Regions from separate parts of the Mus musculus genome. Here regions 2, 3 and 4 are each linked to region 1. The links are chromatin contacts, called in public HiChIP or PLAC-seq and promoter capture Hi-C maps. All regions are on one chromosome and are shown on one strand. Each heading gives the region's core, a stretch centred on a gene start, on an enhancer-like site or on the middle of the called end of the contact. The rest is flanking DNA. Distances are from core to core; before and after follow the strand shown.

Evidence for each region. Promoter capture Hi-C pulls out the DNA fragments that hold promoters and counts their contacts. HiChIP or PLAC-seq counts read pairs in DNA pulled down with a chosen protein or histone mark.
Region 2: a contact with region 1 is called in a promoter capture Hi-C map of pre-B cells. The contact joins the promoter of Zfp229 here to the promoter of Zfp677 in region 1.
Region 3: a promoter capture Hi-C map of pre-B cells shows a contact between it and region 1. The contact joins the promoter of Zfp760 here to the promoter of Zfp677 in region 1.
Region 4: an H3K4me3 HiChIP or PLAC-seq map of bone marrow-derived macrophages shows a contact between it and region 1, with 4 times the contacts expected there. The contact joins the promoter of Zfp983 here to the promoter of Zfp677 in region 1. A contact is called at or near these places in 2 of 39 promoter capture datasets (hematopoietic stem and progenitor cells and pre-B cells), 1 of 15 datasets of contacts at CTCF or cohesin (the NIH/3T3 cell line), 2 of 115 datasets of contacts at active chromatin or transcription factors (bone marrow-derived macrophages and memory CD8 T cells) and 3 of 9 other capture datasets (adipose tissue, liver and pancreatic islet).

The regions. Positions count from the first base shown.
Region 1 is chr17:21,380,852-21,386,848 of GRCm38.p6, forward strand. It overlaps Zfp677 (zinc finger protein 677), which reads left to right and starts at 2,897. Exons shown (of 4, transcript NM_172486.2): 1 at 2,897-3,169.
Region 2 is chr17:21,731,024-21,737,020 of GRCm38.p6, forward strand. It overlaps Zfp229 (zinc finger protein 229), which reads left to right and starts at 2,701. Exons shown (of 6, transcript NM_001164676.1): 1 at 2,701-2,935; 2 at 5,035-5,098.
Region 3 is chr17:21,704,369-21,710,365 of GRCm38.p6, forward strand. Zfp760 (zinc finger protein 760) reads left to right here and starts at 3,373. Exons shown (of 6, transcript NM_001008501.2): 1 at 3,373-3,525; 2 at 4,243-4,354; 3 at 4,837-4,928.
Region 4 is chr17:21,647,250-21,653,246 of GRCm38.p6, forward strand. Zfp983 (zinc finger protein 983) reads left to right here and starts at 3,362. Exons shown (of 7, transcript NM_001357098.1): 1 at 3,362-3,623; 2 at 4,554-4,696; 3 at 5,018-5,096.

The DNA of each region.
Region 1 (5,997 bases), core at 1,647-4,146:
TTCATAGGCATCATACCTCTGCTGATTGGCTTCCCCAGTTTGAATGTGCCTCTGGTATCATAAAAGAAGGAATTTGCTTTCTTTTAGGACAGACTCTTTCTGTATATTGCCACCGGTCTGAACTCACTATGAAGACCAGGATGACCTTGACCTTGACCTAGAGTTCCCCTTGTTTTTGCCTCCTGAGTGCTAGGTTTAAAAGCTAACATAACCAGCTATACATAACTTTTTCTTATTGTGTCTTGACAACTACTCAAGGTAACTGTGCAACCTAACTGATAGACATGAGTAATGAAGTGGATCTTTTTTTATTAGATATTTTCTTTACTTATATTTCAAATATTATCCCCTTTCCTCATTTCCCCTCCAAAAACCCCCTATCCATCCACCTCCCCCTGGTCTCTAACCCACCCACTCCCACTTCCCTGTCTTGGCATTCCCCTACACTGGGGCATAGAGGCTTCACAGGACCAAGGGCCTCTTCTCCCACTGATGTCCCACAAGGCCATCCTCTGCTACATATGTGGCTAGAGCCATGAGTTCTTCCATGTGTACTCTTTGACTGGTGGTTTAGTCCCTGGGAGCTCTGGGGTTACTGGTTAGTTCATATTGTTGTTCCTCCTATGGGGCTGCCAACCCCTTATGCTCCTTGAGTCCTTTCTCTAGCTCCTCCATTGGGGACCCTGTGCTCAGTTCAATGGATGGCTGTGAGCATTCACTTCTGTATGTGTCAGACACTGGCAGAGCCTCTCAGGAGACAGCAACATCAGGCTCTTGTCATCAAGCACTTGTTGGCATCCACAATAGTGTCTGGGTTTGGTAACTGTATATGGGATGGACCCCAGGTGGGATAGTCACTGGATTGCCTTAAGAAGTGGATCTTATTTCTACTATTCCACTTATTTGGAAACAGAACAATGAGCAATGAGACTGAAACTGTAACAAAAATCCTCCCACCACCACCACCACCACCACCACATAAGATGACCAGAGGAGCAGATTGACAGGAGTTTAGCAAAACTTCAAAGAAGATCTAACCACAAAGCTATTTAAAGTACTTCTTGACACAACCAAGGAAGACTTCTTGACAGTTTTATCTGATATAAAACCATATATGATACAACTAAAAAGAAATTACAGACTGATGTGGTCATTTAACGTTTGTAATTATTGGCTATTTCACACATGCAGACATGCCCACACAAACACGAACACACAGTGTTTGTGCATGTGTCTGTGTGTGTCTGTGTGTGTGTGTGTGTGTGTGTGTGTGTTCGTGTGTGTGTGTGTGTGTGTGTGTGTGTGTGTGTGTGTGTGTGTGAAGTGCTGCTCACTCTCATCTGCCACTCTGCTATTCTAGTCCACAATCCGAAAAATTCTCTGTTGTGTTCATCTCTAGTCATATTACCTGGGACTCACTGAGATGAACCAGAGCCATTTGTGAGACTGTGTTTTTAAGGGCTATGTCCTGGAGCCTGATGTGCAGCAAGTCTAATCCTAGAGCCTACACATACCTGTGAATGTATTTTTCCTTCACCAAAGTGATTGGTGTCTCCGACACTTACTACTTTCATCTACTAACCTAGGTAGGCCTAGACCTGGATGCTTCTAGCCTCTGTACAATCCAAGCTAGGCCTAGAATATATTCAGCTTCTGAGACTTGCTGCTGAATAATCTCAACCATTTTTAGTTTTTGTTTTTGTTTTTGTTTTTTTCTAATCTCTTGCTGGCTGGTTCTTCTCAGCTGTTCTGGCTCAAGCTCTTCTCCAAACTCACTGATTCAATCTAGCTTTCTCTCCTTCTTGGCCTCCACTGATTGCCTCTACTTGGCTTCACACTAATTTTGGGAATATGTTCTGATCTTCTGGCTCTTTCTCACTCTCTGGCTTGTTCTTTCTTCACCTGTGTGTAGCTTGTTCCCTCTTCAACCTGTCTCTGTAAAACTCTCCTGATAAAAACTGCCTCCTTCCTCTCTTACTGCCCCTTACATATCTTCTCTTTCCTCCCTCTTCTCATGAGAGTTGGGCATATCCTATTTTGTCAGATCTTTCTCTGATTTCTCACTATGTCTACCCACCAATTAGACATCACTTTCAGACAAGGGAGCTTCCTTCCACAAACTAACTTTACCTTCATTGTTTGGGATTAAAGGGGTGTACTAAGGGTGTGTTTGTATTCCAGCCAGAGGGATTAGTGTGTGTTAAGGGCAGAGCTACACGATAGCACAATCCCAGATTCACAGTGTGATCAAATATCCTGCAACACTTGGACAATATCTGAGGGGAAAAGTGTGCCTTTTAGTTTTCCTAGATTGACTGTGGCCTTGTGTGAAGCTAGTACTTGTAAGTACAGTTGTTGGTTACTGGTTACAATCATATGGAGTCTAGAGAATGGTCTTTCCTTTTCTTTCCCTTATTTCTTAACACCTCTTCTTCCTCAGTATTCCCAGACCTATAGATGAGCTGGTTTAACGTCTTTTTTTAGGACTAGAGCTATATGTACCTTACTTGTTTTCTGCATCTGGGACAAGGAAAATCTCTGGATCCACCAGAAATCTGTTTTACCTCACAGCACCTTTAGCATGAGTCACAGAAGACAAACTTGTTTCTGAATCAGTACTGACAAGACCACCATCTAGTGGAGAAAGCAGTACATCGCGGGATGAATTCAGCTCGGGACTAGTAGCAAAGGGCTGACCACTGACTTCCCTCAATCTTTTCAAAATCTAAGATACTGATATGACCCTCCCTAAGGCAAAAATGCCTTAAGGAAAGACAGCCAGGGCTGGGGTGAGAGGGACTGTCTTCCACGGGGACGGGCGGGGCCGCTCACCCGGAAATAGAAGGTGGATGTCCATTGGGTGGTGGTTGCGGAAGTGTATAGAGTGGGCGTGGTTAGAGGTGTGAAGTAAAAAGATGGTACACTGAGTGAGGCCAGACAAGTTGAGCTGAAAAGGCTAAGTCCAAATGGCGAGGGCCCATTACCTGAAGGAGCTGTAGGTCTGCATCGTGTGAGATCGAATGGTGCGGAGCTGAGTATAGAAGACACAGGTTGGGGTCCTGTGAGGACCCAAAAACTCCCCTATGCCGCAGATGCCTTGAACATCCTGGAGTCAGCAGTCTGTGGCTCAGCCGGGGAACCGTAGCCCGGCGGGTCTGGAACCTCCCAGGTCAGAGGAGCTGCGGGGCTGGGAAACTAGGGTCTTGGTGGTGGTTATCCGGGGGGCGGGGATACTGCCTGGCCCAGTAAGAGGGAGAAAAGAGAAAAGTTGAGTGGAGTCTACAAAAGTAATTAAGGAAAAGAAAGCCCCGTCCTTTCCTATGTTTGTGGGCGCCACGTGACCAGAACCGGGGTTGTAGTGGGCGGGTTTAGAAGAGCTTCTTTAAAGATCAGAGCCCCAGTGACAACAACAACAACAACAACAACAAAAGGAGACACAGTTTCCTGGCTGCAGCCTAGGAGAGTCAGCAGTGCAGCACAGGAAAAGACAGCCAATCGAACCTGGAGCTTCCCAAATGTTCTTATTAAATAACCTAGAATATTTGAATTTATCTGTTGATATTTCAAATGCAGTTCACTTTGTTTAGGTGAAAAGGACAAAGCTCTTGAAATTTACATTCATCCATCCTAACTCTCCTGTTACACCCAAGGACTTACTTGGTGACTTGGCATCCCTAGAGAGCGTTTATATACTAGTCATAAAAGCAATGGCTGCAAATATAATAGAATCCAAAAGTGTGCACTAACACAACTGTTCAAACTGTAGGTTGTTGTTTTGTTTTGTTTTGTTTTGTTGTTGATACTTGACAGTGGTGTGACTGTGAACTTCTTCCAGGAAAAGGTGGAATGCCTTCTGAAAGGTCAGAAGGTTTTTATATAGAGACTGGATACTGCAGAATTACAGCAATCTGGTTTTTGTACGTGAGAATACTTTGCTTGCTCTCTCCCTTATTCATCTTCAGGGTCCTGGAAAACAAGTGTGCATTGTGTGATCCCTGCATGACAAAGTCTTGCTTGGTTCATGCTATATTAAGAATCTCACAAGTGTATAGTGCTGTCATCACAATCATTGAGTTCCATTTCTTCCCGTCAGTTTTAACTGAGTTGTGATTGAATGTGGGCTTCCAGTTATGCTAAATGGAAATGAGTTCTAAATATTTATATCACTATAAAATCCTCTCTTTATCTACTGAGCACAGTACTGTAGTAGAAATCCATGTGCTTTCTGATGAATCTCGTTCTCATGTACATGGCTCACTGATCACCCACATCTGCTCACCTGTGTAGCAGAACAAGTGCCCTAGAACATTAGAGAGACAGGAGACAGTGGCTAAAGATCCAGGTATGTTGGAGGATTGGTGAAGGGATGGTAAGGGATTCCGGTAAATGTGGAAGTGGGACATAAAATCAGTTTTGCCACATTCTGTTTCACTAGAAATAATTTTGGAGACTTCCACTGAGAAAAATCTCCTCAGGATTATCCTATTGTAAAGATGAGAAGACTTTCTACAGAAGAACTGATCTTAGGAGGCAATAAACTTTTACTTGATTGTGCATGTGAGTGATGCTGTCCTTATTCCATGCACATCACTGATCCAGTCTACATTCATCAGTATTAAATGGTTTCCACTTCAGTGATTTTAATGTATTATAAAATGATGAAAATTAATACCTCTAGGTGTATTTATTGTTTTGTGATTGGGGGCTTTGGTATTATAGCACATTCTCTAACTTTTAGTGTTAATTTCTCTATTCCTGAAAATAATAGTTTTGATAAGAATCGGGAACTATACTTACAGACAGTTAAATTCTGTCTATCCTGTCTTCCCAAGGATACCTCCTATTGTCTTTTATGACAATTCCAAGTGGTTTGCATTGCTGTGATTGTAATATACTGTGAGATCACCTCTAGGTATGATCCTCTTAGTGTTTTCCAGCTCTTTGCTGCCCCTTGGTACTTTCAGGATTACTTTCTATAAAATATCCAAGTAAGATTTTACTACTGTCTATAGTCAATACATTTAAAGGAAATACCTTCTTTTATAGTATCTTGTATCTTTGGATATGAAATCAAATTATTGAAGAAAATTTATATTTTACAGTCATTTTCTTTATTTAGATCTGTATTCTGTTTACATTATTTGCTTTAAAAATATCCATGTACATTTCAAATATACTGAAATAAATGAATTTGTTATTGTTTAGGGTCTTAAGTGTGGCCACTTTCTAGGCAGAATTGGAATCTCTGTACAGTATCCTATGCCCTACTATGAAGAGGTTTTTGTTGGCCATTTCAACTGCTGTTGAGCACAGTGTGTTCAATTCAGTTACTTATTAATTGATTATTTTATAATTTGCTTCCTTTGTAATTTTTTGATAGATGTTTTTATTCATTATACTATAAATATACATAGTTGTAATTTTTGATAGGTGTTTTTATCCATTATACTATAAATATGTAGCAAAGAACTATACCTACTGTGTATGGTGTCTCTTCACACTTTTAATTATTGCTACTCCCATGGAAATTTTGGATTTTACACAGTTTCAACTGACAATATCAAAGACTTTCCGAAATAATACATATTTCACAACATTATGTGCCCCTTTAATTTTTGTAAAACATTTGTGTTCTAGTTCACATCTTCCTCAGTTCCTTCAGCAATTTTTCATTTTACTGACTTTCTTCACTTCATTCAATTATATTGTCATTGTAGAAACCTTTCATTTGCCTAGTAAAATTCATTCAAGGGATTACACTTTGTTTGTTTGTTTGTTTCTTTCTATCTATCAATCAATCTATCTAACTACCTACCTATTAATTTCTTTCTCTTTCCTAATTTTATTTAATATTTAGAGTTTTTATTTATATTTACATATTACATATGCATATATATGAATGTTTTCTTGCATGAATAACTATATATCCTTTGCACTCTAGAATTGTAGTTGTGGAGTATTGAGATCCATACTTTGTATGTGTTCAGTGTTGAACTC
Region 2 (5,997 bases), core at 1,451-3,950, 350 kb after region 1:
CTCTGCCTGCTGAGTGCTGGGATTAAAGGTATGTGTCAGCCCATCAAATAATAATAGTAGTAATTACAGTAATATTTTGGTTTTCTGAGACAGGGTTTCTTTGTGTAACCCTGGCTGTCATGGAACTTATTCTGTAGCCCAGGCTGGCCTGGAACTCAGCGAGATATGTCTGCCTCTGATTCCTGAGTTCTGAGATAAAAGGCATGGGCCCCCACCAGCTTACTTTAGTAATTCTTATTAAAACATGAACTGCATATTGAGCATTTCTGGTCATTAAGAAGATCCATGTTCTTATCTTGTCATTTCTATATATTTCAGTGGCTGGAGGTATTGTGCATCTTTATTGTTCATTGTGGTCATTTCAAGCACGCATTACTAAATAATACAACATCTAGCAGTTCATTGGTGGTAGAACTCAGCATGCACAAACTGAGGATTTTCCTGTATGTTCCAGAATATGTCAGTAAATAACAGTTGACAAACTTTATATGGTCATCATCTGTCTCATCTGAGACCAGTACTGTGAGAAATCCTTGTAATTTCTGAATAAATCAGGAGTGGCCATGTGCCTCTTTCTCATACCGTGTCTAAGGTAGACCAGGAGCTAAACCAAGAACCCTGGGCTGCAAAGAACGGGGAGATAGTAATCAAACAAAGAGTCAGATTTGAGTGGATGAAAGAGCCCAAGTAAGGAGTTCAGTCAAGTTGAAAACATACTTGAAAATGATTTTTCCTTGCTGTTTCTCAAGAAACAAGTCTTCTTTTTCTATTTAACTTTTCATTTATTTTGAGGATTTCATGAATGAGTATTGTGTGTTTACATCATTTTCACCTCTTTTAACTGTGTGTGTGTGATTCCTGGTGAGTCAATTTAGTGTTGTGAGGTACATGTATTTATGGATAAACACTTGGAATTAAATAAACGATCAGTTTTAGAGATTAGAAGGTGTTTGATAGTTTTCACTCAGGAAATTGCCAAGTTTTCAGTCTTGGTCAAGAATGATGTGTGGTGGCACACACCTTTAATCCAAGCACTTGGGAGGCAGAGGCAGGCGGATTTCTGAGTTTGAGGCCAGCCTGGTCTACAGAGTAAGTTCCAGGATAGCCAGGGCTAGACAGAGAAACCCTGCCTCAAAAAACCAACAAAACAAAACAAACAAAACAAAACGAATGATGTGTAATGTAATCTAGGGTTACTGGTTTTTGTTGTTTTTCTTTAATGATATCTCTTCAGTTTGTTGATCTATATTTTGACTAAAATACATGGGCTATAGTTTTTAAAGTTTAAAAACTGTACATATTTGTTTTTAATAAGTAAAACAGTATTTTTAGTATAACATTGAAGCTAAATGGAAAAATATCTTGCCTCTAATTTGAAGCACTCATATTTTATTATTTCAGCATGTGAGAAGCAAAGGATAATTACTTGGCTTATTTTGTGAAATTGGTAACTCAGTGGGATGGCTTCCTTGGGAATCTTTTTCCCTGGGGGATATAACCCCCAAATATTTTACTTGATTTTTTTTAACACAAATTGTATGTTTGTTCTATTTTAGATTTGATCAGTCCAACACAAGTAGGCAGCATTGTAATTAGAGTCCTATTTTATGTGTGTTGATGCTGTGTTCATAAAATTTAGCCACTTAAGTGGCTGAAGAACTTAACTTTGTAGTTTCTACGAGAGGCACTTGGCCACGGAAGTATTTGTTTATGTTCTGCTTAAAGAGCAAAAGGGTTTTGTTGTCCCAGTCAGTAATGGGAATGACAAGGTTTTCCCATGAAGAACAGTGTCTTTACCCAAAGCAGTATGTGCCTGATGTCAAGTAAAGGGTGGGAGGGTCGAATTCCTTTCAATGTCTGTAAAGAAATTGATGCCTGCCAATGTGCTGTCAGAAAGCCTTTAAACAAAGAATCCCAAGATCAAAGCATCAAAGATTCAGGATGTTGATACTCCACGCGACCTGTGACATAAACACTGAAGACATATTGCTCTGAAGAAACAACAACAACACATACACACATAGACACACGCAAAGGGACATGCACAACGTTTACCAGGAAAATTAAGGAAGTCAAAAATGCCAGGAACAGATTACCAAGAAATATAGCCTATGTTTACTGAGAGCTTCTACTTTTTTTTTTTTTTTTCAAGACTGGATCTCGTTATGTAGCCCTGGCTGTGCTGGAACTCACTCTGTAGGCCAGGCTGGCCTTGAACTCAGGCCTGGCTCTGCCTTCTGAGTGCTGAGATTTTACAGGCTTGCAACACTACTGCCCAGTGAATTTCCTTTTTCCCCGTTACTTCATATTAAGTTTTCCTTAACACCTGGCCTTATTGGATTCATCTATTTAGTCCTCATTTTTCTCTCCACCCTTTGCTTGTGATTTCTTGATCTCCAGTCATTTTGTTCTGTCATTTTTAAGTTTCGTTCAGATATTTGAACCCTTTCTTTGGGCTTTCACGCCATTGAACAGTCTCTAGAACTGTTTTGTAGTCTGCCTCTAATTTGCCGTCCTTAGAGAACACTGCCCCCTTTTCACCCTTTCCCATGGCAATTGACATTTCTTAAGGTGTCTGCCGCCCAGTGGGCGTTGGATACTTGCAGTTTTCAGAACAACATAGCTGGGACCCTTGGGAAAGTAAACGGAACAGGAAGTAGGTGGGCGGGATTGGGTACGGTGAGAGGACACTTAATAGTGGGTGGGACCAGAGTAGGCAACATATTCCCAAAAGCGGGAGAGGGCCTCAGCAAAACTCGCCTTTCCCTCAGAAATTTCCGGGGACACCTAGTGCAGAATCTGGGCCAAGGACACTGCCCAGGGTCTTGCGGAGACGTGAAAACTCCCGAGAGCCGCAGGTGCCGCGCGGGGCATCCTGGTAGAGTCAGCAGCGCGGCGGCGGAAACCGCAGCCCGGCGGCCCTGGAACCTCCCAGGTCAGAGGCGCTGCGGGGCTGGAGCGGAGTAGGGTGTGATCGGTTTCTGGGCTACTCATTAGGACTCTGCTCTCATGAGCTCCTAAGAACTGGACAATTCCTGACTTTTTTTTTTCTTGTAAGGTTTTCAACATATTCTCTTAAAAATCTCACAATTCTCTTTGTTAGTTCGGAAAGAACAAAACACTTTAAATTATCCAAGCTTTTCAAGAGAGTAGCATTTAGAGCTGGTGGATTGTCAACCTAAAAAACTTGTTAGATATTAGTCACATAAGGATCGACAGAAGAATCACAAATATATTTTCACAAACTCCACAGTTATAGTTGTAATCATTAATATTTACTCTGTAGAATTTTATCACTAACTTGACATCTGAGATGCACACATTCTATGATGTAAATACAGTACTCAAAATCTTGTATTCCAGGTGAGGGTCTTAATGTTACATCTTAGAGTCCAGAAAGTCACCTTATGCATGCTGAGTGTGAAGATATCAGACCCTACAGTATGTTCAGTGACAAAGCACCACAGTAGAAAGGACCTTTGCATAACTGTGGCTGCTTACTTACTTCAGAAAACAGTCTCCAATTCAATGTGCCCTTGGTTCATAACCTGCACTTTACTCAAGGGCAGGTGGCCAAAGTGTTGCTTTTTATTTCAGGATTTGTTGATCTCCAGTGATGTGGCTGTGGACTTGTCCCAGGAAAAGAGGGAATGCCTACACTCTCTTCACGGGGCTTTTTGCATAGAGACTTCATGTTAGAATTAAAGTGGGATAAGGTAGAAAAGACCATTTATTTGATACTGAATTACTGATTTATTGAATGATTTACTTAAAGCACTGCTGTAGTGTTCTGCAACTTCATCTTGCTACTTGGAACAGAATGACCTGGAGAGGTGGCGGAAACAAAAGTCTTGCCCTTACCTACCTTACCCGCAAAGCTTACATCTGTCAGCTGTAACCTGCATTTGAAAAACCTCCAAGCTAACTGCCTTGATGCTTCAGGGAAGTCCTGCTTACTTTCCTTCTGGCCCCACCTTGTGCTTATAGACTATAAAATGCATATAGGAACTGGCCTGGAGACCAGGCCTTTCAGAGCTCTCCCACCTTTGGTCCATCTGTGACATCTATTCTTTCACTGGCAGTGGTGTCTCAGAGTGCTTATTCTAGAATGATTACAATAGAAGCACAGCCTTTGGTTACTGTGTGTGAGAAGAGTTTTCTGGATCTATTATTTTCTCATCCTCAATTTCCTTCTCAAAGGAAGGGGCCGCACGTGTGTGAGCTCAGTGTGGCTGAACTTCACACCACAGCTCATTACAGGGAGAGATTCTCAAAGCAGGAAAGGACATTGTTATGAAGTGTTCTTTACTCCCCATGTTTCTCATTTGGGGAAGTGTTGGGTTTCTTTCATTTCTGCCCCATGGTAAATTCAGAGACTCAATAGTTTAAAATATTGTCATCCCAATCATGAAGTTTCATTTCTGCTCTTGAGGGGTTTTTAATTTTAAAACATTTTGTATTTGCTTGTGTGTTTTTGCTTACATGTATGTCTACACCACTTTCATGCCTTGTGCTACAGAGGCCAGAAGAAGGGGTCAGATACCGTGGGATTGGAATTACAGATGGTTGTGAGCCACGGTGAGCGTGCTGGTCCTTGGTCCTCTAAACAAGCAACAGCTATGAAACAATCTTCCCTGCCCTTTAGTTTTGGCTGAGCTGTGATAAGAAGTGGGATTCAAGTTATACAAACTGGAAAAGCTCCCTGAATCTTTTCAGTATTCTAACACCACATGACAAATGCGGAATCATTTGTAAAATTCTCTATTTAGTTTTCTCTTTATCTAATTGAGCATAGTACTGTGTTAGAAATCCTGGTACTTAGCCAGGCGGTGGTGGCACACACCTTTAATCCCAGCACTCGGGAGGCAGAGGCAGGCGGGTTTCTGAGTTCGAGGCCAGCCTGGTCTACAGAGTGAGTTACAGGACAGTCAGGGCTGCACAGAGAAACCCTGTCTCGAAAATCCAAAAAAAGAAAAGAAAAGAAAGAAATCCTGGATCCTGGTACTTATTGATAAATCTCTTTCTCATATCCAGGACTCACTGATGAAGTGGAACAGCGAGTGCTGGATGGTGAAGAGAGAGAAGACAAAGGATCCAGGTATGTTGGGGGAAATTGAGGCAGGGATTGGTGAGAGGCTTAAGTGACAGTAGAAACAGGACGTGAAACTCATTTTTGCCACATTCTGTTTCACTAGGAATGATTCTGGAGACTTCCACTGAGAATAGCTTTCTTGAGATTATCCTATTGTAGGTGCTGAAAGACTTTCTATCTAAGAATTAATAGTAAGAAGCAAATGTAATTTTATTTGACTGTGCATGAGGTAGATGGTATCCATCTTGAATTCATATCATTGATCATGTCTTGAGACCAATATTAAATAGTTTTCATTACTATAATTTTAACATATTATAAAATTAGGAAGGGGCTGGTGAGATGGCTCAGTGGGTAAGAGCACCCGACTGCTCTTCCAAAGGTCCGGAGTTCAAATCCCAGCAACCACATGGTGGCTCACAACCATCTGTAACAAGATCTGACGCCCTCTTCTGGAGTGTCTGAAGACAGCTACAGTGTACTTACATATAATAAATAAATAAATCTTTAAAAAAAAATTAGGAAAATTGATGCCTCTCTGTTTTTCTCTGTTCTCTGAATTTCGGAGTTTTCTGTAGTTCCTTCAGATTCTACATCTTTTAGAGTTAATTTCTCCATTTCCTAAAATAATGCCAGCAGAATTTTGATAAGAATTGCCTAGTATGTCTCTAAAGTATTAAGCTTCATGTTCATTGTCCTCCTGATGATACCTCCTGTACACTCACTGGACTTATTGCTACAGTTTTAACAGATTTTCGAATTTCCTCTGGGTTTGATCTTCCTTTGAAGATGTTTGAGCTATTCTTTGTTTCCCCCAATTTGATATCACTATCTCTATTCCTACAAAAATGCCAAGAAGATTTTGATAGGAATTTCTTGGAAACTATACAGAAGACAAACCTCCT
Region 3 (5,997 bases), core at 2,123-4,622, 320 kb after region 1:
AACATCAATAGATGATTGGAAGTTTTATCTGCAAGGAAACAAAAAGGAATAATTAAAACATATAGTTTTGTTTCTTATTTTGATATAGCATGATTTACTAGCTAAATTTTCACTCTTTCATACCCGTAATTCATCTGTATTTTTTTCTAGGTTTTGGCCACAAAACATTACTTATGGATATTTTAATTATAACTCACAATTATAACATGTGAGATGTGGATGATAGCACAGGTGCAACTCCATTGACTGCTAGATGCATATTTAGAGTCATGCTCAAAACTATAGCACATAATGTACAAAAGTTTTTACATTTTTCCAGTGCATGAGCTTTTGCCTAAAAGATAAAAATCATTTGAAAAGTTTCAGTAATTCTATTTTTACACTATGTGCCTATTTCAAGTACATATTTGTATATACACTAAACGACATATGTGAACCTAAGAATATATTAAAGCATATATCTCCCTGTGTTCATGTGTATATACACACACACATACCCACAGAGAGCACATATGCACACCATAAATACTATATTTGTTTTATTTTTTATTAGATATTTTCTTTATTTACATTTCAAATTTTATCCCCTTTCTTAGTTCCCCCTCCGAAAATCCCCTATCCCCTCCCCCATCCCCCTGCTCCACAACTCACACACTTCCATTCCTGGACCTGGCATTCCCCTATACTGGGGCATAGAACCTTCACAGGACCTAGGGCCTCTCCTCCCATTGATGACCGACTAGGAAGTTCACCATGTGTTTTCTTTGATTGGTGGTTTAGTTCCAAGGAGCTCGGGGGTACTGGTTACTTCATATTGATGTTCCTCCTATGGGGCTTCAAACCCATTCAGCTCCTTGGGTACTTTCTCTAGCTCCTTCACTGGAGAACTGGCGCTCTGTCCAATGGATGATTGTGAGCATCCACTTCTGTATTTGCCAGGCACTGGCAGAGACTCTCAGGAGACAGCTATATCACGCTCTTATCAGCAAGCTCTTGTTGGCATCTGCCATTATGTCCCGGTTTGGTGGTTGTTTATGGGATGTGTCTTAGTCAGGGTTTCTATTCCTGCACAAACATCATGACAAAGAAGCAAGTTGGGGAGGAAAGGGTTTATTCGGCTTACACTTCCATACTGATGTTCATCACCAAAGGAAGTCAGGACTGGAACTCAAGCAGGTCAGAAAGCAGGAGCTGATGCAGAAGCCCATGGAGGGATGTTCTTTACTGGCTTGCCTCCCCTGGCTTGCTCAGTCTGCTCTCTTATAGAACCCAACACTACCAGCCCAGAGATGGTCCCACCCACAAGGGGCCTTTCCCCCTTGATCACTAATTGAGAAAATGCCTTACAGTTGGATCTCATAGAGGCATCTCCTCAACTGAAGCTCCTTTCTCTGTGATAACTCCAGATGTGTCAAGTTGACACAAAACTAGCCAGTACAGGATGCATCTCCAAGTGGGGTAGTCTCTGGATGGTTGTCCCTTTAGTCTCTGCTCTGAATTTTGTCTCTTTAACTCCTTCCATGGGTATTTTGTTCCCCCTTCTAAGAAGGATTCTGAGATTTTGGGCTAATATCCATTTAGCAGTGAATGCATATAATGTGTGTTCTTTTGTGATTGGGTTACCTCACTCATGATGATATCCTCCAGATCCATCCATTTGTTTAAGAATATAATAAATTCATTGTTTTATAGCTGTGTAGTACTCCATTGTGTAAATGTACCACATTTTCTGTATCCATTCCTCTCTTGAAGGACATCTGAGTTCTTTACAGCTTCAGCCTACTATAAATAAGGCTGCTATGAACATAGTGGAACATGTGTTCTTATTACATGTAGGAGCATCATCTGGGTATATGCTCAGGAGTGGTATTGCTGGATCTTCTGGTAGAACTAGAAAACTCATTCTCTAGAGAAATTATACAAATGCAAAGAATGTAGTAAATCCTGTATTGAATTATCTCATCTTAAAAGGCATTACAGAATCCATACTGGTGAAAAGCCTTATAAATGTGATGTATGTGACAAATCCTTTAACCAGTGCTCAAGCCTTAAAACACATCAAAGAAGTCATACTGGGGAGAAGCTTTACAAATGCAATGCATGTGGAAAGTCATTTCCTCAGTTGTCAGCACTTAAAAGCCATCAGAAATTGCATACAGGAGAGAAGCCTTATAACTGTAAAGAGTGTGACAAATCCTTTATTCACTATGCCTCATATAGAAGGCATCAGGAAACTCATTCTCTAGAGAAATTATGCAAACACAAAGAATGTGGTAAGTACTTTCTTGAGTTATCACATCTTAAAACACTTTCCAGAATCCCTACTGGTGAGAAGCCTTACAAATGTGAGGTATGTGACAAATCCTTTATCCAGGACTCACATCTTAGACGACATCAGAGAGTTCATACTGGAGAGAGACCTCACAGATGTAAGGTGTGTGACAGATATTTTGCAAAGGGTTCAACTCTTCGAGCACATCAGAAAATTCATACTGGAGAAAAAAACGTAATAAAGCAATGATTGTGATATACCCTTTATCTAGCATACAAGTCTTAGAAGACATCAGAGAGTTCAGATTAAAGAGACCTTACATCTGTAAAGAATGTCACAAATCTTACTCGGTGCTCAACTCTAACAACACTTCAGAAAATTCATACTAAAGAAAAAAATACCCTTCTAAATAATGTGCCAGAGCATTTATCCGGTCTATACTTACAAATCACACCAGTATAAATAATATAAACATAAATATCTGGACATGGTGGTATAGAACTTTAATCCCAGCACTTGGGAGACAGTGCCAATTGGATCTGAGTTTTGAGTTTCAGGTTTTGGCTTGCCATTTTGTGTGTGTCCGTTGGGGATCGGACTCTGGCCTCTGAATTTAACCTGCTATTGTTTGATGTATGTAGCCCACAGGCTGCTAGTCAAGTCGAGACTATCTTGCATCTGAAAGGTTCCGAATCAAGAGTGTGGGGCAGGTTCTGGGGTGCAGTGTCCTACTAGATCCAGTTCTGGTCAAGGATGGCAGTGCTCATGGTGAGGCTGCGCAGAGAATGTGCAGAGCAGCCTGGCGTCTGGAGCTGTGTGGAAGGCAGCCTGAGACGGAGTGGGAGGGACCGGTCTCCACGGGGCGGGAAAACTGGTCTAGAAAAATAGAGCGAAGAGAAAACTAAAGCCCGCATGGAAGGCCTGGAAAACTCAATTGGACAAGGGATTTGAACCAGTGGGCTGGGTCAGAGAACCTACGTAACCGGAACCTATCTATAATAGGCGGACCCAAAGGCGGCTCCAGTGGCCGCAGGAGGGAGGGGCCGGAAAACCCTCCATTCTCTGAGAGGAAATCTTTGTTTAAGGGCTGGACGGCCGACACTGGCCAGAGTTTCAAGTAGATGTGAAAACTTCCTGCAGCCACTGGAGCCTCGTAGAACGGTCTGGGAGACTCGCCGGTCCGCACCACAGTGGCGGGAACCGCAGCCCGGCGATCCTAGCATCTCCCAGGTCAGAAGAGCTGTAGTAAACAGGTAGGAACTGGACCAGGGGCATGTTCAGTTTTCTGCTGCTCATAAGGATACCGTTTTCACAATTCTGGTGAAGGGTAATACCCTTGAAGATAAGTTTGAGAACATATGAAATGGGACACATGCTGATTTTACCATTTATCCGTGGTTTCCAGAATATTCTCAAGACTGTATCCCTTAGACTAATTGAGTTTATGTTTTGACCATTGAAAACACTATTCTTTTTGCTGTTATGCAAAAACTAAAACTGTTGGCATTTTCTAACGCCCTTGGTCTACCCGTTTCGTATTCAAGAGAGAGGAATTTGACATGGAGACTTTAAGGTCCCAGAGAGCTTGTTAACTACCAGCCCCATAAGGAGTAACTGCAGATTTTGATCAGTTTGTGGATTTTTTTTTTTTTTTTTTTTTGCTAAGCTACACAGTTATGTTTGTAAATTTTAACAATTCTTAAATAAAGGTTTTACTCATCACTCATTTTGCATTTGAGATGCATACACGCTGATGTGAATATAACAAATATGTGTTCTTATGCTGAGGTTTTAAGGCACACCTCAGGAGTCCAGAGAAGTACAGTATGCATGTTGAGAGTGAGGATAACAGGCCACACTGTTTACATTAGAAAACAGTATGTAATGGGACAAAGTTAGAAAGTATCTTTTCTGATGCAAGAAACACTCTGACAATGGACAAAGGGCAAACTGTTGCTTTGTAATTTCAGGGTTGTTGACATGCGGTGAACTTCTCTCAGGAAGAAGAGGAAATGCCTGGACCTCACTCATAGGGTTTTGTACTGAGATTGAATATTGCAGAATTGCAGCAGTCCTGTTTCTGTGAGTAACAATAGTCTCTTGCACTTTTCCTTGCTCCTCGGGGTTCCTGGGGAAATTACTCTGCATGTGTGTGAGCTGTGTGTGAATGAGATGAGCCTCACATCTCACAGAAGAAAGTGAAAGCCTCAGAGAAAAAGACAAAGTTTTCATGAAATTTCATCTGTTCTTCATGTTTGTTATTTTGGGATGTGTAAGGCTTCTTTCGTTTTTGTTCCATGATGAAACTAGATACTCAGTAGTTTATAATATCACTCCAGTAATACAGATTCATTTTTTTCCCTTGAGTTTTGATTGAGCTATGATTAGAAGTAGGATTCAAGTTATGGAAACTCAAAATGCTCCCTGAATATTTTCAGCATGCTGACCCTATGTAACAGTTGGGGGATCATTTGTAGAACCCTCTGTTCCCTTTTCTGTATTTCTGCTGAGCATAGTACTGTGTTAGAAATCCTGGTACTTACTGAAGAATCTCTCATATGCAGGGCTTGCACTTTTCAGCTACACCTGCTTATCGTCGAGCAGGACAAAGTGCCCTGGAAGGTGGAGAGAGAGGCATCAGTAGCAAAGGATCCAGGTATGTTGGAGGATTGACAAAGGGGTGGGAAGGAGTTTAAGTGACAGTGGAAATGGGACATGAAGTCAGTTTTGCCACATTCTGTTGTAGAGATTATTCTGGAGACTTCCACTGAGAATAATGTCCTCAGGATTATCCTTTGTAAACTTTAGAAGATTCTCTATGTAAGAATAAATACTAGGAACAATTACAATTTGATTGGATTTTGATTGTGAATGATGCTATCCCTCTTCCATTCATATTGCTAATCATGTATTTGTACCAATATTAAATGACTTTCCTTTCTATAATTTTAATGTAGTTCTTTACTAGGATACTTGATGCTTTTAAGTTTCTGCTTCAAAATTTGGGAGCTTATTGCATTTTCCTTGGTTCTAAATCTTTTCAAGTTATTTTCTTCAATCCATAAAATAATGCCAGTGTAAATTTGACAAGCATTGCTTAGTATCTCTCTGAAGTATTAAACTCCATCTTCACTGTCTTCCCATTAACTCTCTCCTGTTGTTAGTCTTCATTACAGTACTCAACAGTTTGCATCGCTATAATTTTAATGTATTTTGAAATCTCCTCTAGGTTTGATCCTTCTCTTATAATTTTTTAAGTCTATGGTTTCTCATAAGTTAGTGAATTTTAGGGTTTTTTCTAATTCTACAAAAATAAATGTAAGATTTTGGTATAGATTGCTTAGCATATTTATAATACATAGACCTCCTCTACATTGTCTTTCTATGTTTGAATTAGAATATTCTAGCACTGTGTCTTTTAATGTATTCTGTTTTCCATCTGCTGATGGTGTCTGTGTTTCAGATTCAGGGAGAATTTTTAAAACATTGATATTTGTTATTTTTTTAATTCTGGTATTTCTAGGACACGGCCACACTAACAAATATCTTTTGAAGTTAGAGAATTCTGCCTGGGTGTCTCCTACTATTATGTGGCTGATATTTGTGGATACCTGCTAGACAATTGGTTTTCTGTCTGATTTCATTGTGCCTCGAAGACTGGTGGATGCTGAAGCTTCCCTGCATCGCTGTCTATTTTCTCCTTACAGTTCTACATTGATTGCTTC
Region 4 (5,997 bases), core at 2,112-4,611, 270 kb after region 1:
CTTAATATTCCATCTAGGCCTTAATATTTTACCTACATCTTAACAGGAAGCTTGCAGGCTGATTCAGGTATCATAAAAACTATTCCTCAGAAAGGAATTTTCTTTATTTTGAGGAAGGTCTCTCTGTGTATTGCCAGCTGATGTAGATTCTCTATGTATACCAGACTGGCCTTGAACACAGAGTTCCCCTTACTTTTACCTCCTGAGTTCTGGGATTGAGGGCTTGCATGGCCTTGCCCTATTATACATTACTTTTCTGATGTCTTTGTTTGTTTGATTGTTTGTTTTCAGAGACAGGATTTCACTCTGTAACCTTGGCAGACCTGGAACTTACTCTGTAGATAAGGCTGGATCTAAACTCACAGAGACCTGCTTGGCTAGGTCTGAGTGCTAGGATTATAGGAGAGCATCACCATATTCAGCTTGTAATGTCTTGACAGTACCCAAGGTAAAGGCACAAACTACTTCATAGGAGTGAGTTAAGAAGCAGATGTTATGTTTGCTGACATTAAAGACTTCTGTTATATTAAATTGTAAGCTCTAATTGAAATAAATGAGTATCCAGGTGCATATAAAATACCAATTGTAAACAACATGAAATAAATAATATAAAATAGACTACAGGTAGCAGTGTCACTCGAGCAACTATACAATGCAACCCTGAAAACAATCCCAAGACCACAATGACAGGATTCTATCAGAACTTCAAAGAACCAACAATAAAGCAGCTCAACATTTAATAATTCTTGACATAAAAAAGCAATACTTCTTATGAATTTTTGAATAATTCTTTGATCGTGAGGTTTATTCTGTTGCTATGGGTTGTAGTGCTAAATACTTGCCCCAAGGTCTTATTGCTCCCAGGGACTAAGAAATACACACACCAAATAATGTTATGTAAACTTGCTCCTTAATTTAAAACTATTATTTGAATAAAGATGTCAACAGCCTGTAGTTGGGTAGAAGGGAGGTAGTCAGGTTTCAGTTCCCAGGCTTGTAATCTGAGGCAGAGACCATGAGCAGAGAGGTAAAGAGAAAAGAAGATGCCTTGGGTTAGATGAATAATGAGACAGTGGTCACGAGGACGGACCAATTGGATAAGAGTAGCCAAGGAGAAAGGTGGCAAATTATATCACGGAGGTATTGACAGAAAATAAACAAAATTCCTTAGAGGGTTGATATCTGCTCAGCTCTAATGCTTTAAAGCTTATTATAAATATAAAGGTTTTGTGTTTTTTATTTGGGAAGTAAATGATCTAAGGCAAGGTAGAAACTCCCAATTAATATTTACTACAACATTTGGAAAACCAACATGTGACACAAACTTCCTTTAATCTAAATTATTTCAGTTTTGCAGATAAAAGGCATGTTATCCCTTTAAGATAAAAGCCATGATGGCAGCTAGGAACGAAAGAGAAATGATTCCTTGCCAATGTTGGGTTTTCCCCTAGCTATGTGGTCAGGGTTCCGAGTACAGGTTAGAATGCATGCTGTTTTGCTGAGCGTGATTCCAGGGTTTCATATCTCAGGCTAAGAAAGAAAGAGCTGTGCCCCCCAGAGCTGACAGCGGGCCAGGCAGCAGAGACCATGGGCTACAAATCATAGGCTTGAACGCCAGCCCTTTCCTAGACACTGCCTCTGAACCATAGCTTTTTAAGCTGGGGACTGATGTTTGCCTAGTCAGGGGTTCGGGGGTTGGAGGTGCAAGGCTAAATGCCTCTGCTGTGCAGTTAGTCCATCAATCACTCTAAGAGCTGGCTGCATGCCTCCTGTAGCCAATAGTTACAGTGAGTCACCAAAGTCTCCATAAAATGTGGGGCTCCCACAGGGAGACTAATGACAACTCCTGACTCTTGATATTAGCTCTTTCTAAAGCAGATAATGAGTCCAGCATGGTGGCACATGTCTGTAACCTTAGCATGCTAGAGCCAGAGTAGGTTCATCTCAGTGAATTCAAGGCCAACTTATCTTGCAAAACAACAACAAAGTCAACAAAAACAAAAATCCCATAAGATACTGATGCTACCAAGCAATAAATTACAGACTGATGTAATCATTTAAACTGTTGCCTTTAAAAACAGGTTTACATGGCAAAATCCTGTCCTGAATGAATGAATGAATGAATCCTCCCAATCTTTCTATTATTAACTATTTTACACTCACATATACATGTATATACACACAGAATGTGTGTGTGCATTTGTGCGCTCACATCAAATACTGCCCACTCTCATCTCCTACCTCTCCACTATCCTGGTTCACAATTCCAACAGTCACTCTACTGTGTCCATATCTATTCATATTGCTTGTGATCCACTGAGATGAACCAGAGCCATTTGTGAGACTGTGGGTTTGGAGCCTGATGTGTGCTGGACCCTGATATGCTAAAGGCACATCACTCTTCTAGAATCTATGAATCTATCCATAGTCAACATCTGAGAGGTTGTGTGTGCCATTCCCTAACCTACACTGACTGTGGTCTTGTGTGAGGCCAGTGCACATAAAGACAGCTGCTGTTGGTTACTGATTACAATAGTTGTATGGTCTGGAGAATGCTGTGTCGTGTCTTAGCCTTTCCCCTCCTTTTTCCCTTCTTATTTCCTAACCACCTCTTCTTCCTTGGTGGTGTCCCCAGAGGTAGAGATTGATGGTGTAGCTGACGGCTTAAGTTTTACTTATTTTCTCTATCAGGATAGTCAAGAGTCTCTGCACCCATCACTCTATTAAAAAAGGAAGGAAAGAAGGAAGGAAGGAACGACAGAAGGAAGAAATTCTATATTTTCTCTCAAAGGACTTTAAGTATGAGTCATAGAAGGCTAATGTCTTTCTGAGTTAGTGAACTGGCAAGTCTGCCTTCTTGTGGTGAAAGCAGTACACTGCGGGGTGAATTCTGCCTTGGGCTGGTAGCAAAAGCTACCAGATCTCTGACTTAAGTTCTTTAAATGTCTCTCCCTAAGTCAGAATTTCAGTATTTTGGCTTCTCATGTTTGTGTGTTGGGATGGGAGAGCCTGTTGCTGTTTGGTATGAACTATGTAGCCCAGAGGCTGGTTGTCAAGTCCAGGTGTCAGGCTATCTTGGATATAAAGGGTTCAAAACTCACTGTGTGTGTCAAACATTGGGTGCACAGCCTCCTAGCAGGTCCACTTCTCACTTCTGGTCTAGGCTGGCAGCAAGCATGAGGGGAGACTGTTCAGCCTGACATCTGGAGCTGTGTGGAAGGCAGCTTGACACAGAATGGGAGGGAGCTATCTCCGTAAGGCGGGGCCACTTACCCGGAAACAGAGGGTGTGAGGATGTGGCCTGTTGAGGCGGGTGTGTGATGTAGAAAAGTGTTCAGAGTGGGAGGAGTTAGGGGGTGACGTAAACGGAAGCTGGGAACCGGCTGATGAGGCCTGGGTAGTTGTACTGAGAGCCAAAGCCTGAGTGTCAATGACCTGTTCAGGTGCAGAGCAAGCAGGCCTGCACCGTGGGGAATCATGTGGTGCAGACCTGGGGTCAGAACACAGGGTGGACTTCGGGGAAGGTAAAACTCGGGGCTGACGTGGGCGCCGCGCGGGGAATGGTGGGGAAGTCTGCAGTGCAGCAGCTGGACCCGCCTCCCTACCGCCCTGGATCCTCCCAGGTCAGAGAAGCTGAGGGGCTGGGAAAGGGGAGGGAGGGGACCAGGCTGTGATCAGTTTCTCTGCTGTTCCTAAGGAAGCAAGCTCTGAAGTTTTGCTGTGGGTTTCTTCCCTTGTCAACACAATTTTAGGTCATATGAACTGAAGTAATCCTGATTTGTTTTTTATTGTTCACCTGATTGCCAAAATATTCATAGTAGAGTGGTCTAGGAGAATATTTGAATTTATCTTTTGATGCTTGCAAAACAGTTCTCTTTATTTAGGTGAAAAGGACAAAGCTCTTGGAATTTACATTCATCCATGCTAACTCCCTTGTTATACCCGTGAACATACTTGGTGACTTGGCATCTGCTGAGAGCTTTTAGACAGCAGTCATGAAAGGAGTGGCTGCAAATGTAATTGAATCCAAAAGCATATTTTTTTGCGAGTTTCATAGATATGGTTTTAACCATTAACATTTAAAAGTAAACTCTATACCCACCATTACCTTTCCTTCGGAGACATGCACTCCCTGATGTAAATGCAATATTCTGCTATAAATGCACCAGGCTTGTTGGCATGCATCTTTAATCCCAGCATGGGGGAGGGAGGACAGAGGCAGGCAGATCAAAGAGTTGGAGACCAGCCTGGTCTGCTTGGTGAGGTCAGGATAGCCAGAGCTACATGATGAGCTCCTGTCTCAACAACAACAAAAAACAAAAGGACAGAAAGAAAGAAAGAAAGAAAAGAAAATCGTGTTTTTGTGCTGAGTTCCTAGAACCTGGAAAGGCACAGTAGGCTATTTGAGGGTATAGGTCACAGTATTTTCACAGTTTGCGCATTATAAACCAGGTGGTATTGGCACACGCCTTTAATCCCTACATTTGGGACTAAAGGTGTGCACCAGGACAAGGACTTAAACTGCTGTTTTGTATTTTGTGGTCATTTCTCAGCCACTGGTGTGACTGTGGACTTCCAGAAGAACAGGCAGTGTCAGGACCCTTCTGGGAAGGCCTTGTTGCAGAATTTCAGCACTCTGGTTTGTGTGGGTGAGAACAGTTTGCTTCCAGCCTCCCTTGTTCCTCCTCAGGAAGAGGCAAGTTATTCTGCAATTGTGAGATCTTTGACAGTGTAAAGCTTCCATCCTTTTTTAGTCCATAATAAATTCAGAACCTCTCTAGTGTATCATATTCTCATCCCAGTCATTCAGTTCCATTTGTGCCCCTGAGACTTGACTGAGCTGTGACTGAAAGTGAGGTTCAAGTTACACTAACTGAAAATGCTTCCTAAATATTTTCAGTATTCTGACACTGCATGAGAATTGGGGGATCGCCGTAGAATTTTCTTTTTATCTCCTGAGCACAGTGCTGTGCCAGAAATGAAGGTGCTTGCTAAATACTCTTTTTCTCATGTGCAGGGTTCACTGATCACCCAGACCTGCTTATCTGTGGAAACCTAGAAGGTGGAGAGGGAGGAGACAGTACCTAAGGATCCAGGTATGTTGGAGGATTGGTGAAAGGATGGCAAGGGATTCAAGTGAATGTGGAAGTGGGACATGAAATCAGTTTTGCCACTTTCTGTTTCACTAGAAATAATTCTGGAGACTTCCACTGAGACAAAATCACCTCAGAATTGTCCTACAATTCTTCCTACACAAAAATTGAATGCTAGGAGGCAAATAAAATTTATTTGATTGTGCATGTGAGTGATGTTATGTAGAGTCCAAAATAAAGTTCAAGACCACCCAGCCCCTTCTCCCCTGAAGGGACGTTCAGAACCATAGCGGTCAAAATGACTAAGTCTGCAGCTGCCAAACCAAAATGAGCTGTTCTCAGAAAAATAACCATAACAAGATAGCAGTTCCCAGAGAAAGTCCCCTACCCTGACCCACACTAAATTCTAAGAAAGACCACAAACCACCCTGACCTTGTCCCTGAAATTCCCCTGACTCTGATAGCCATGATTTAATAGCTGTGAGGTTAATAGCTGATCCATAAGTTCAAAACATACTGTTGCTTTGCTAAAAAACCACAAGGGCAGGCAGAGTGAGCGACTAGGCCAAAGGGTTACTTAATCTTCCTATACAAAGCAAGGAAAGCCTAAAAAGGTTACTTGCTACACCAATTAGAATAAGCCAGCTAGGGGACTTTTGGGATAGCATTGGAAATGTAAATGAAATAAATACCTAATTAAAAAAAAAGAATAAGATACTAAGTAAATTTCTGCGAGTACGGAGCCTGTGGCTGGGAAAATGGTTATAGCCATGATCATTGACTGCCTTAAGCTTACTCTGTGATAGCCAGTGACAACTGGAAGGAAGAAACTACCTTTCTCTAATGATGACATGTACAGTAAGACTATAAAGAAGAGAAAAATCTTATTAAAAAAAAAAAAAAG